2 separate regions of the Zea mays genome follow, and region 1 is linked to region 2. A link is a contact called in public Hi-C data. All regions are on one chromosome and are shown on one strand. Each heading gives the region's core, a stretch centred on a gene start, on an enhancer-like site or on the middle of the called end of the contact. The rest is flanking DNA. Distances are from core to core; before and after follow the strand shown.

Evidence for each region. Hi-C and Micro-C count contacts between places; a contact is called where the count stands out from the background.
Region 1: a Hi-C map of tassel shows a contact between it and region 2, with 3 times the contacts expected there. The contact joins the promoter of LOC100191530 here to the promoter of LOC542725 in region 2. A contact is called at or near these places in 7 of 25 Hi-C or Micro-C datasets (bundle sheath, ear, endosperm and 3 more) and 1 of 3 datasets of contacts at active chromatin or transcription factors (leaf).

What each region holds. Positions count from the first base shown.
Region 1 is chr1:183,422,635-183,428,552 of Zm-B73-REFERENCE-NAM-5.0, forward strand. It overlaps LOC100191530, which reads right to left and starts at 4,179. Exons shown (of 7, transcript NM_001136961.2): 1 at 3,981-4,179; 2 at 3,555-3,632; 3 at 3,289-3,456; 4 at 2,639-2,687; 5 at 2,276-2,349; 6 at 1,727-1,820; 7 at 1,311-1,643. The coding sequence starts at 4,025. The coding sequence ends at 1,537. It overlaps LOC100281540, which reads left to right. Exons shown (of 4, transcript NM_001154459.1): 4 at 330-877. The coding sequence ends at 717.
Region 2 is chr1:182,555,795-182,561,243 of Zm-B73-REFERENCE-NAM-5.0, forward strand. LOC542725 reads right to left here and starts at 1,592. Exons shown (of 2, transcript NM_001112237.2): 1 at 1,394-1,592; 2 at 661-1,293. The coding sequence starts at 1,507. The coding sequence ends at 940. TRNAQ-CUG (transfer RNA glutamine (anticodon CUG)) reads right to left here and starts at 4,976; the gene lies at 4,905-4,976.

The DNA of each region.
Region 1 (5,918 bases), core at 2,929-5,428, 870 kb after region 2:
ACTTTCTTTGGCTACTAATCCAATGTTGATAGTTGTCCAAAATCAATGGAAATGTGTTAGGTAGTTATGTTGTGTCAGACCGCCATATTCTAACGTCTCTGCGAAGGCATGGTTGCTTACATGAAAATGTTCGTATCCAGTTCTCCAGATTGTGCAGTTGGTCTTCCATATTCTGGTCCCTCAAAACAACATCTTCTTAAGTAGTGAAGCATGCTTTGTGTTGTGGTCAGACAGATGGCTATTGCCATTGAAACAAATGTAGTAAAGATTGTCCATCCATAAATGCATGTGCTACTCTTTATCTTAGCGTTAAAACATCACTTGTGCAGGTGTGGGCACGAGTTCTGCTACTCCTGCGGTGCTGACTACGCTAGCGGCGTTCAAACGTGCCAATGCGTGTTCTGGGACGACGAAGCCATGGAGCCCTCCTCCGCCGCACGGTCCACCCAAGCAGCGTCCGAGATCTGGGCGTGGGACACATTTGACTGCATGCCGACCGCCGTGGAGGGATACTCGGAGCAGGAGAGAGCGCAGCTGGCACTCATCCAGAGGTTCCTCGCCGGGGGGTTCAGCCTGGGTGAGAACCCCTGCCAGTCGCCGCCCCGCTGCGCCGACTCCTACATCGTCGACACCATGAAGGACCTCCACCAGCTCCCATGGCTCGAGCGGTTCGTGTCGGTGATCAGCGACACGTACAACGATGACTACATGCAGTGAAGGGAGGGAGGGAGGGAGAGACAGTTATAGATAGCAGTAAAAGAAACGGCACATACTGAGTCCTCCATTCAGAATAATTTGTTTCCATGCCCCTGTAGGCAATTGGCGCAGGGAAAAATGATATGCTTTCATCATGAATACACTGGTGTTGTTTCCTCCATTGTATGGTAACCTTCGGCTTCGGTGCTAGTTGTGCATGGGCACAAGAGTTCTCCATTTTATATGATTATGTCCTTATTTCTTTAAAGTGAGTGTAATCTCTCTCTCTATATGTATATCTTCAGAGCTTTCTGAAATTACTCGTTTTGAATCAAATCAGCAGCATGAGCAACTGCCTGGATGATGCCTCCGTTTATGTAGCGCATGCGCATCACGCTTTTAGGATACAACCAGATATGTATCCAAATTCTGTACATCAAACTGATGCACATCTGAACATTGTCGTTTGGGTTCACCCCACTGATCATCAAACTGATAAAAGAGTTGCATCTAGAAACCTTTAAACCCATAAATTTTATCATCGTGTAATTGGTATAAGTGAATCAAACGAATCTGTCTTGTTTCACTCTGTTCTCTCAAGTCATAGAAAGACAAGCACGATCATGCACCGTAAGAACACGTGACGTGAGTCTCCAAAGTAATAAGTATTCACATTTACAAGGAACACGGCAACGAACAAGCAGTGAAAAGTACAGGATTTCAGCAACTGGGATGGCAACCACTTCACAAGATTCGGCAACATTCTTCCCCGCCTCCGCGCACCTAATACTCCTGGAGTCCAGGCCATGGAACATGTGATCCACACTTCCATCTTGCGCTTCACGCACAGCAGGAAGAAGAGCTCACCATCCTCTCAGGTGGTCTCTGGTTGAGAACCATCCCGCCTTGTGGGTTCTGAACCTGCTGCCCTTGAAGCAGTTTCTTCGCTGAAATAAGGATGTAGTAGTGACAGTGGGTAAATGATTGAGCAGCAGCACACTATCAGTGTGTTTAAATGCTAGTTACTCACCAATCTCATAGAACACGTCGTTCACATTGGTAGCTGTTTTGGCAGAAGTTTCCATGAAGAAGAGACCATTCTCTTGAGCATACGCCTTTGCTTCCTGCAGCATAGGATCATGTTACCTAATGTATTTTGTTTTGGTTCAGTAGACACCATCACAATCATACAAGAGGAAGATAAAAAAACATTGCTTCTATTATGCACCAACATTTTCATGCTCCCAGGTCCCAGCTTACACGAGACATCAAACTGGAAGTAATCCAGCCTGTCACTAATTACATGTACCTTCCATGGTTAATACCGATCGTTACATTCCAGAAGATAGCCAAAACTTCCTATTCTATCGAGGCTGCATCAGAAAATCAGTACATACTCAACATCCTGTGTTCCCTACCACTCTGAAACATATTGTTGGCCGATAAAGATGCAGCGAATGAATGCAAAAGCTTCTAGGATGAGAAACCACTAAAGAATGAAGATGGCAGCAGCTACATAAACAAATGTGGTAGCTCATGAATGTGTTAAAAATAGAACTTGAGAAGCACATTAACATACATCTGCTGACACCTGCCTCGTATCTAACAAATCAGCCTTGTTCCCGGCAAGAGCCACTATTGTATTCGAGTTTCCTGCATTAAAAAGGAAAGGGAAATTAAAACAAAAACTTGTAGATCAGCAGCGCACTCAATGACATAATACATCCACAGATAACCCCTTCCAAAAAAAAATCACATCGTACTCGCTGAATCAACTTCTTACACAGCTCTTTGATAGGACTGAGGTAAAAAGTGCATGTGTTCATGGGTCTAAGATCCAAAATATCAATATCTTTACTTTTGAAGCAAACTTCCACCATACAAGAGCATGTTCTAATATGTAGAGCACTGAGGTAAAAAATGCAAAGTAGAACTATGTTACCTTGTGCTTGAAGTTCTTGAACCCATTTCTTCGCACGCGTAAAAGAGGCCTATAATGCATAAAATTAATAATGAGTACTGCTATTCATATGTGCACACCACAATATTAGTAATTTAGTATGCCTCAAGATTAAAAGCAGAAAAAAAGATTAGATTAAATTTTTTCATGGAGAAAATCAGAATAAATTTAAGGTTGCTTGATACATAAGACAAGTCAAGGTTAATGGCTTGGTAGCATCGAAAGTTATGGAATTTTGTTCTGATTTAGGTTGCTCTTGAAATGCAGACAGAAAAAGGTGCAAACATCCAGTTGCTCTAGGTTTACAACATCATACTGATTCATTTATGCCGACTTATTCAGTACAAAACGCACCCTCGAAGGGTACAATACATGAAGTTGGGAAACCTATAACATTGCATCTTTGCACAGCTCAGAGCAGAGTCAATTAACAGTTTGATCGCTATACGCTGTAAAATCAAAGTTGGATGCGAAGCTAAGCAATCGTGGCACACAAAGAAGGATGCAGAACACTGCTTCCAGTTATTATTTCATTTCAGTAGTATTGACGCATTTCAGTTCTGGACTCAACAATGAGGCAGAGAACTACAATGTGTGTATTAACCGGTACTGATTCAAGTCGTTGTACTGACCGCGTTCGTGATGTCGTAGACAACTATGGCAGCCGCAGCGCCCCGGTAATACATGGGAGCCAAGCTGTGGTACCGCTCCTGCCCCGCCGTGTCCCATATCTCGAACTTGACCGTCTCGTCGTTCACCGCCAGGGTCTGCGAGAAGAAAGCCGCGCCGATGGTGGATTCCTGCGGCCAAACGAAACAGCACGTTCAAGCACCCACTCTGTATCACGATCCTGCTGAACCCAGAGGCAATCCGCGTTTGAAGGGTCGAAGAATCTCACCTGGAACTCGACGAACTGGCCTTTCACAAACCGGAGGACCAGGCTGGACTTGCCGGCGCCCACGTCCCCAAGAAGAACCTGGGCGGGGTACAATAGAACCGAGCAGAGGAAGCAAGCGCGTGTCAGCGTCCGCAGGGTCGCCGTACAAAGAAACAAACCCTAAAGTTCCTAGCTAAGAGGGGAAAAGGAAAGAAAGAAAAGATGCGATCTTTACACGATCGCTGCGAAGTCCATCCCCCGCCCCCTCTCTCAAGAAACCCCGAGAGGGAACTCGCAGGTCGCCGTTCCGTCAGGGGAACAGAGCGGAGGGGCGAGCCACGGACTCCTCCGGCTGGTAGTTGACTGGAATCCAGACACGAAACCGGGAGGAGCGGGGCGTGAACGGATCGAATTCGAGGGCTCGGGGGGGCGTGGATGATTCCTCACCAGCTTGGCGTTGCGGATCTTGTTGCCGCCCGCGGTTGCCGCCATCGAGCGAATCACGGTTCGGGATCGGAGCAGCTGCCGGAGGAGTTAGGGGGAGAGGGGCTCCGGTGAGGTGGGGTGGGGTGGGATGGGATCGGACGAAGATGAAATCACGCGCGCGCAAGGGAGAGAGGCAGCTTGCTGTTGCCGTTCCGCGTGGTCTGGTTTTTGTTAGCGTGCCGTGTTGCCTCCTCCTCTCTGATTATCATCCGCTAATATACCATGGACCCCACATGTCATTGACTCATGTGGACCCACATGTAAGTGAGATAGTAATGGTATGGATCCAAAGTGGTGATCTTTTAATGGTATGGATCCAAATTTCCTGTAATTAAAAGGTCCCCCTCTCTGTAACTGTAATATGCCATTGCCATCTACCAACTGACCAGGACCAACCAGGCTGCGCCTGCGCCGACATGGTCGTCGCGAACAGAAAGACGACGTACGTGGAACGCAAAGACTGAGAAATGGAATGTGAATGTTCAACTTTTGCACACGAACCTACTACAGCTGGCTCTTTCTAGAATGATTTCTGCTTTGTCACGTGTTCTGTACCCAAATTTTTCCTACTAATACCACTTGTGGGTCCTTACCCTGAGAGGGATTACGATTTTTATCGCTGTTTGAACACTGATCGTGGTTTTTTTATAATTATTTTAAACAAGTAACTACATCCGAAAATGTAACATAACACTGATAATTCACTTTAAAAATACAATGATACTTCACTATACTCAATTTTATAAGTTATCATTTTAATTAAGCATACATATTTTAATCGAAACATTATATCATATCAATATTGGTAATTTGAATTATAAGCGCTTGATATATAAATGTCACATCCGACTCCTATAGCCAATTATTAGTAAAAAAATAACTAAATAAAAATAAACTAGACGAAGATAACTTTTCTCCACATGCACGGTTGAATGAGAGACGACACATATAGTCGTCCTTTGGTGATGTATGTTCGTGATCTGACCAATGATTATAGCAAAAGCGAGGACATCTACGGTTAGTACTTAGCAATCATGTAGAAAAAAATATAATGTTTATCAAGGAAAAAGTCTAGGGCTAAGCATTAGCTTGTAATTAAGTTGGTCAAACTTTATTAAGTTTAAGTAAATACAAATCCAATTAGGTAAATGATTATAACCAAACTTGTTGGGTACCTGTTTCCCAAAGAAGGCATGAAGGCCTTAAAAAACGGCTCACAAACCGAGCGATCCACCTGCCAAGTACCTCTACGTAAAGGTCTAAAAGGCCTCCCGGGTGAAAGTCACCTAGAGGGGGTGGATAGGCGAAACCTGCAAATTATAATTCTAAATCCAAACTAGATCCCTTGATTAGTGGTTAGAACAAGATTCACAATTATCAGAGTATAAAAGCTAAGTCCTTTGCTTGCAATGAGAATTGTTTTTAAAGAGTGCGGAATTTAATCAATAGCAATACTACTAGAAATGTTGGTGGAGAATAGTGCAAGAGGGCTTAGATAAGAAGAGGATAAACACAAGTTCTTTCTTACAAGGAGTTGCTTCTCTAAATGAGAATTTAACTTGAAGCAACACAAAATAATATTAGCAAAGAGTAGTGCAATTCTTTCTTACAAGGAGTTGCTTCTCTAAATGAGAATTTAACTTGAAGCAACACAAAATAATATTAGCGAAGAGTAGCGCAAGAGAACTTAAAAAAGGGAGAGAACGAACAAATCACAAGCAATAAACACAAGAGACACGAGTGATTTATTTTACCGATGTTCGGCCCTCGAAGGCCTAGTCCCCGTTGAGGAGTCCACTAAGGACGGGTCTCTTTCAATCCTTTCCCTCTCTCCACCGATCACTAAGACCGACGAGCTCTTCTTCTTCTTCTCAAGGATCACTTAAGACCTCGCAAGGA
Region 2 (5,449 bases), core at 342-2,841:
CCAGGCGATCGTGGCTTCTAGTACAAGCCAGTCGTGTCGTGCAAGCCACTCGTGTCGTGTACTAGAAGAATGAGAATTTTGAATTTGTAAAAATACATCAATTTGTACCGTATTTGTACTAATGTAGTAATAGTAATTATGAAGTTTGCTAATTACATGTGGACCAAAATTCGCCCGTGTACTATACAAATAATAAATAAACATAAATTTAATATTTGATGGTAGTTGAGTTAGTTGATGAGGAAAGTATATAATATTGGTCTGGTGGGGTATAGAGGATTGTTATAGGGGGAACCGCTGTAGACCGTGGAAATATAGGGGGAGAGAGATTGCTGACGTGGCACGTGAGTGGGATATAGGGGGACAAATTTAGGGGAACCGCTGAAGACAGTCTTCTGTAGTGAATTCTACGCCAGATCCTGGATCCAGCTGACCGGGGGCAGAGTCCTTTGTCAGGATCAAATGTTATGTTCAGTTGCTCACTGATTGGGATGTTGTAATTATTACGTCAGATCGCCTTTCCCCCATAGATTCATGTTGATTGGCGGCTACTTTTTTCATTCCAAAGCAAAGAATCATTCATTGTTTGAAAAACTGGCAACCTTTGCCTTGATTCGCACTCAAAGCGAGAGTAAGTAGCTTTTCAGATGAGCACAACCATTTTGCAGCACCAAGAAGCACCATTTTTTCCTTAAGATTAACTTAGAATAAAGCCTGACGGGGGTAACAGCATCCATCGATCCGCAGTCCATGCTGTTTGATGCATGGGTCTGCTGAAACCGAGGATGAACACAGCACTAACAACTGACACAGAGCGACCTTGCAATCAAAAACACAGATGGGCAACAACAAACACGACACGAACGAAGATAAACCCTCTGGACTAGGGTAAACATCACGGTAGCGAACAGGATAACTTGGCCGCGCGGGCCCCACCGCTCAGTTCCTCCAGTTCCCGTCGGAGTTGCCGTAGCCGCCGCCACGGTTGCCACCGCCGTAGCCGCCGCCACCACCACCGTAGCCGCCGCCGCCACCGTAGCCGCCGCCACCGCCGTAGCCGCCACCGCCATCACGGCGCCCGCCACCGCCGTAGCCGCCGCCTCCACGGCCACCACCGTACCCACCGCCGCCGCCTCCACGGCCGCCGCGGGACTGGGCCTCGTTGACGGTGATGTTGCGGCCGTCCAGCTCCTTGCCGTTCATGCCCTCGATGGCGTTCCGCATCGCCTCCTCCGTGGAGAAGGTGACGAAGCCGAAGCCGCGGGACCTCTGCGTCTCCCGATCGAGGATGATCTGCAGGGGAGAGGGGAAGGAGGGACAGATCCGGGTGAGGGTGTGTCAGGACAGGTCAGATCTGGACGAAGCCATGGACGGATCTGGGACGGGAACGGACCTTGGACTCGAGGACCTCGCCGTAGGTGCTGAAGGCGTTGTGGAGGGAGTGGTCGTCCGTGGCCCAGGCGAGGCCGCCGACGAAGCAGCGGTACTCAACATCCGACGCCGCCATCTCGATCCGCTCACCCACGAACCCGAACCCCGGAGAACCTCACGAACCCGAACCCGAACCGGAGGGGGAGGAGAAGCCAACCCACCTCTAAGAAAGCACGGAGAGGGAATGCGTCCCCCGCAGCGTCTTTATAGCCGAGCGCGGGGCCGCCGCGGCCGTCCTGATCCCATCCGACGGCGCGGACGCCCAGTGGAATATGCGGGGCATCGGGGTCGCCACCGCGCTACGAGCACACGAGCACCTCCCGGGGACGGCTTTGTTGGGACCCGGAGCAGGACGGGAGCGTGAGGCGGGGCCCAGCGTGACTGACCTGACCTCGTTTTGGCCGCTGCACTGCCGGCCTGTGCAGGCCACCGAAAAATATCTCGCGTGGCGAAATGCCATCCTTGCCCTCGGGAGCACACGGATCGGACGGCAAGCGGTCGTCGGGTCGGGTGGTGGATATGGACACTTGCTGATGACGTGGGTCCACGATGGCAGTGGGCGAAGCCAAGTCCACGCGTCACAGTGACCGCACCTAGTGCTCAAAAACGACGGATCGGATAGGAACGAATACATGTCACAATTCACTACCTTGTAATCTGAATTCAAATATAGATTCGAATATTCTAGGATATGAATACAGAACTGATATTTAGATTTGAATCGAATATTTTTTTAACTCTGACACACATATTTTGAAATTTAAGCTGGATGAATATTTTATAGCTCGAAGAAGAGGAGGATCACATGTTGGTTCGTAGTGAACATGCTCGATTACTTCATCTTGTTAGAGACGAGGACTCTACGCGGACCACAATGGCGCTTGAACATGTCATTGTAATATGCATATCTTGCGGCAGTGAGAAATATATCATATCATAGTTATGTACTCGAGTCCATGCCATCAGATACGGTGTAATTGCTTATATTTTATAATGCTTACAGGTAAATTAGCACATTTAGGTGTGGCATAGGTACGCGACACACTCCTCATAGTGGATTTGGGTATGCTTCATATCCTTTGTGGTGGCTACCATATGCCTGCTTGACCACAATATCATCCATCACATTAATGTGATGTGCAAAAGCTTTATTCGGAACATTAGTATCACATGGTCGTCTTAAGTAGAGACAGTTGTGGCTATGGGACCATACTCCCATGGTACTTCTTGCCCGGGGGTTACAACTAGTTGTATGCCTCAATGTGGAGCATTCTTGTACTTAGTCAAGAGAGAAGCTTGGGTTCCCACATTAAGAGCCATAGATCTCAAGAGGGCTTCAGAACCTTGAAGGGCTCCAAGGTCGAGGTCCAAGAGGGGTCTGATGCAGGGGATCTAAGAGACAAAGATAACCTAGATTGTTCGGTAGAACCTCAGAGGCCCTAAAGGCCTCGAAACTCATCTTCTTCCTTAAATGACATTGGAAGCTAGACTTAGGGGGGCAGGGGCCTCATGATGAGGTCCCTCGACACCGAAGGATGTATGCATTGTGACACTTCGCGGGTGGTTTGCTTTGAAAGAAGTACATGTTAAAAATAAGGTCAATATGCACTATGTATCATTTACATTGCATGTACATAGGATAAATAAATGTATACACGAAGAGTGATACCAATAAAGATATGAATATGAACATCATATTTGAAGTTTTAACAGGTAAAAACTACAAATAATTGTGTCAAGTACCCAAGAACGGGATACCCCCACAAACCCCTCTCTGGCCCATTTACCAACTGAGTCTGTGTCGAGCAAGTCTATGATGCGGGGCGAACGACCAAGTCCCCGCCGAGCAAGTCTACTCGGCGGAGCAAATGTCCAAGTCCTCATCGAGCAAGTTTGCGAGACGGGACCAGCAACCAAGTCCCCGTCGAGCAAGTATGCGAGGAGGGGCGAACGACCAAGTCCCGGACGAGCAAGTCTGCGAGACGGGGTGACCGACCAAGTCCCTGCCGAGCAAGTCTACGAGACAGGACGAATGACCAAGTCCTTGCCGAACGGATCCGCAAGAAAGGAACCTAGGACGACGCTGTCGGCCCACGACGGTCGTGAAAAGACGCAACATCACCAAACCACGTTTGGACCGTACATACAGTAGCAAAAGGTTTTTGGCAGACACGATGGAACACCCCCGCGTGCGTCGACGGACATACCCTCACTGACTCGTGGGGTCAGTCAATTCCAGTCGTGGAGACCTCATCACCGGAGTCTCTACAGTGGCCCATACACTGGAAAGGACGAGACAATACCCTATACTAGGCGTATACCTACGCATGCTTGATAGTGGCGTGTGGGGTATGACGAAAGATGAAGCAGTACCGAACACAACCCTCAACCTCGCTGTAAGCCCACTTCGCGGGACCCGCCAGGTACCACAACGTTGGCACCGAGCAAGCTATAGGGACTCGTATACCAAATGGACAAGATGGAACGCCATACTAGGGGCACGACATTGCACGACCCTACGAACGACGTTAGGAGGACTCACCATCCGCAGGCAGCAAGCCGAGCCTACTCCCAGTAGAATACAAGTTCCCACTGTAAAACCCACCCTTGAGCTATAAAAAGGGGTAAGGCAACTTTCTTTCGACACACAAGCACACCTGCTCTAACACGCCTCAAAAGAAATACTACGATCAACACTACATTGGACTAGGGCGAAAGCCTGAACCAGTATAATTCCAGTGTCTCAGTTACTTGTTTGGATCCTCATGATCCACCATTCGGTGTTAGTCCGCGCTTGCCTCCCCGTCAAACATAAATCTATTGTCTCCCAGTTTCCAAAACCACGGCAAATTGACAAACACAAATCTATCGTGATCCAAATATTTCTTTACAATTTGTTAGAACGCTAAATTAATTTTAGTTTAAAAAATAAATAGAAATAGTGTTTGATCCTTATTCGATCCGATCCCTAAATTATATAGTGTAAAGTTTAGACTATGTTATCACTCCTAGTGACGGGAGAGTGACTGTGACTTCATCCTTCGTCGCATTTGAATGATGAATTTGTGTTGGGGTAAGAAGAATTGACCAGGTCATCGTGATGGTTATGGCAACAGCTACCAGCCAATGAAGAGAGGAGAAAAAAAATTACCCTATTTTTTTCTAAAGAAAACAAAGATAAAGAAGAACATCGTTGTTGATACCGGAACCGCAGTAGATAAGATCGTGCACTAGATGGATACGAAATTCGATGCCACTTTTGACAAGAATGTCAATGCTCAAGAGCGTCCATGTAGACATGTAGTACTAATATACTTTTATTATATACTATAAATAAATAAAAGCATTTATGGACAGTGACTAGAAATGTCTAGAATTCCGCCCCTTGGCTGTTGGTGTGCCGACAAGTCAATCAAAAGGAACCAAAAGAAAAAAAAAATATAAAATATAAAAGGAGCACACAACAAAAAAGAAGGTCCCACCGAGATTTGAACTCGGGTTACTGGATTCAGAGTCCAATGTCCTAACCGCTAGACCATGGGACCAATCGTGGTTAGAAAGTAAAGATAATGGTATTTGACTCTTTTAACTGAACGGGAGGATGGGAGCAGCTGAGCAAGCATTTGATGTGTTCCAGGCGAAGAAGATCCATGAAGCAAGGCGTCACCGATCGATGCTACAGACGGTTGTCATGACAATTGTCTGAACAATAGACGGGAAAGCCCATTCCACGTCTGCAGAACATTTCAACTAAGATTTGATCCATTGTGTGTCAAATTAAGGATGTGTTTGGTTGCGAGTCAGGACGGGATGGGACATGACGATCCCACACCGTACACTGTTTGGTTGAGAGTCAAGGTTCAGATAGGACCGTCCCTAGAAAAATCTATCACTAGAATGTTGTCCATGTTCGTCCCTCCAAATCAGACGGATAATACCTGTTGGAGGCCTTCGTCTTCCGAAGGTCCTCAAAAACATGATTATCAATGTTTCTCAAGTGTAATATATGTACAGGAAC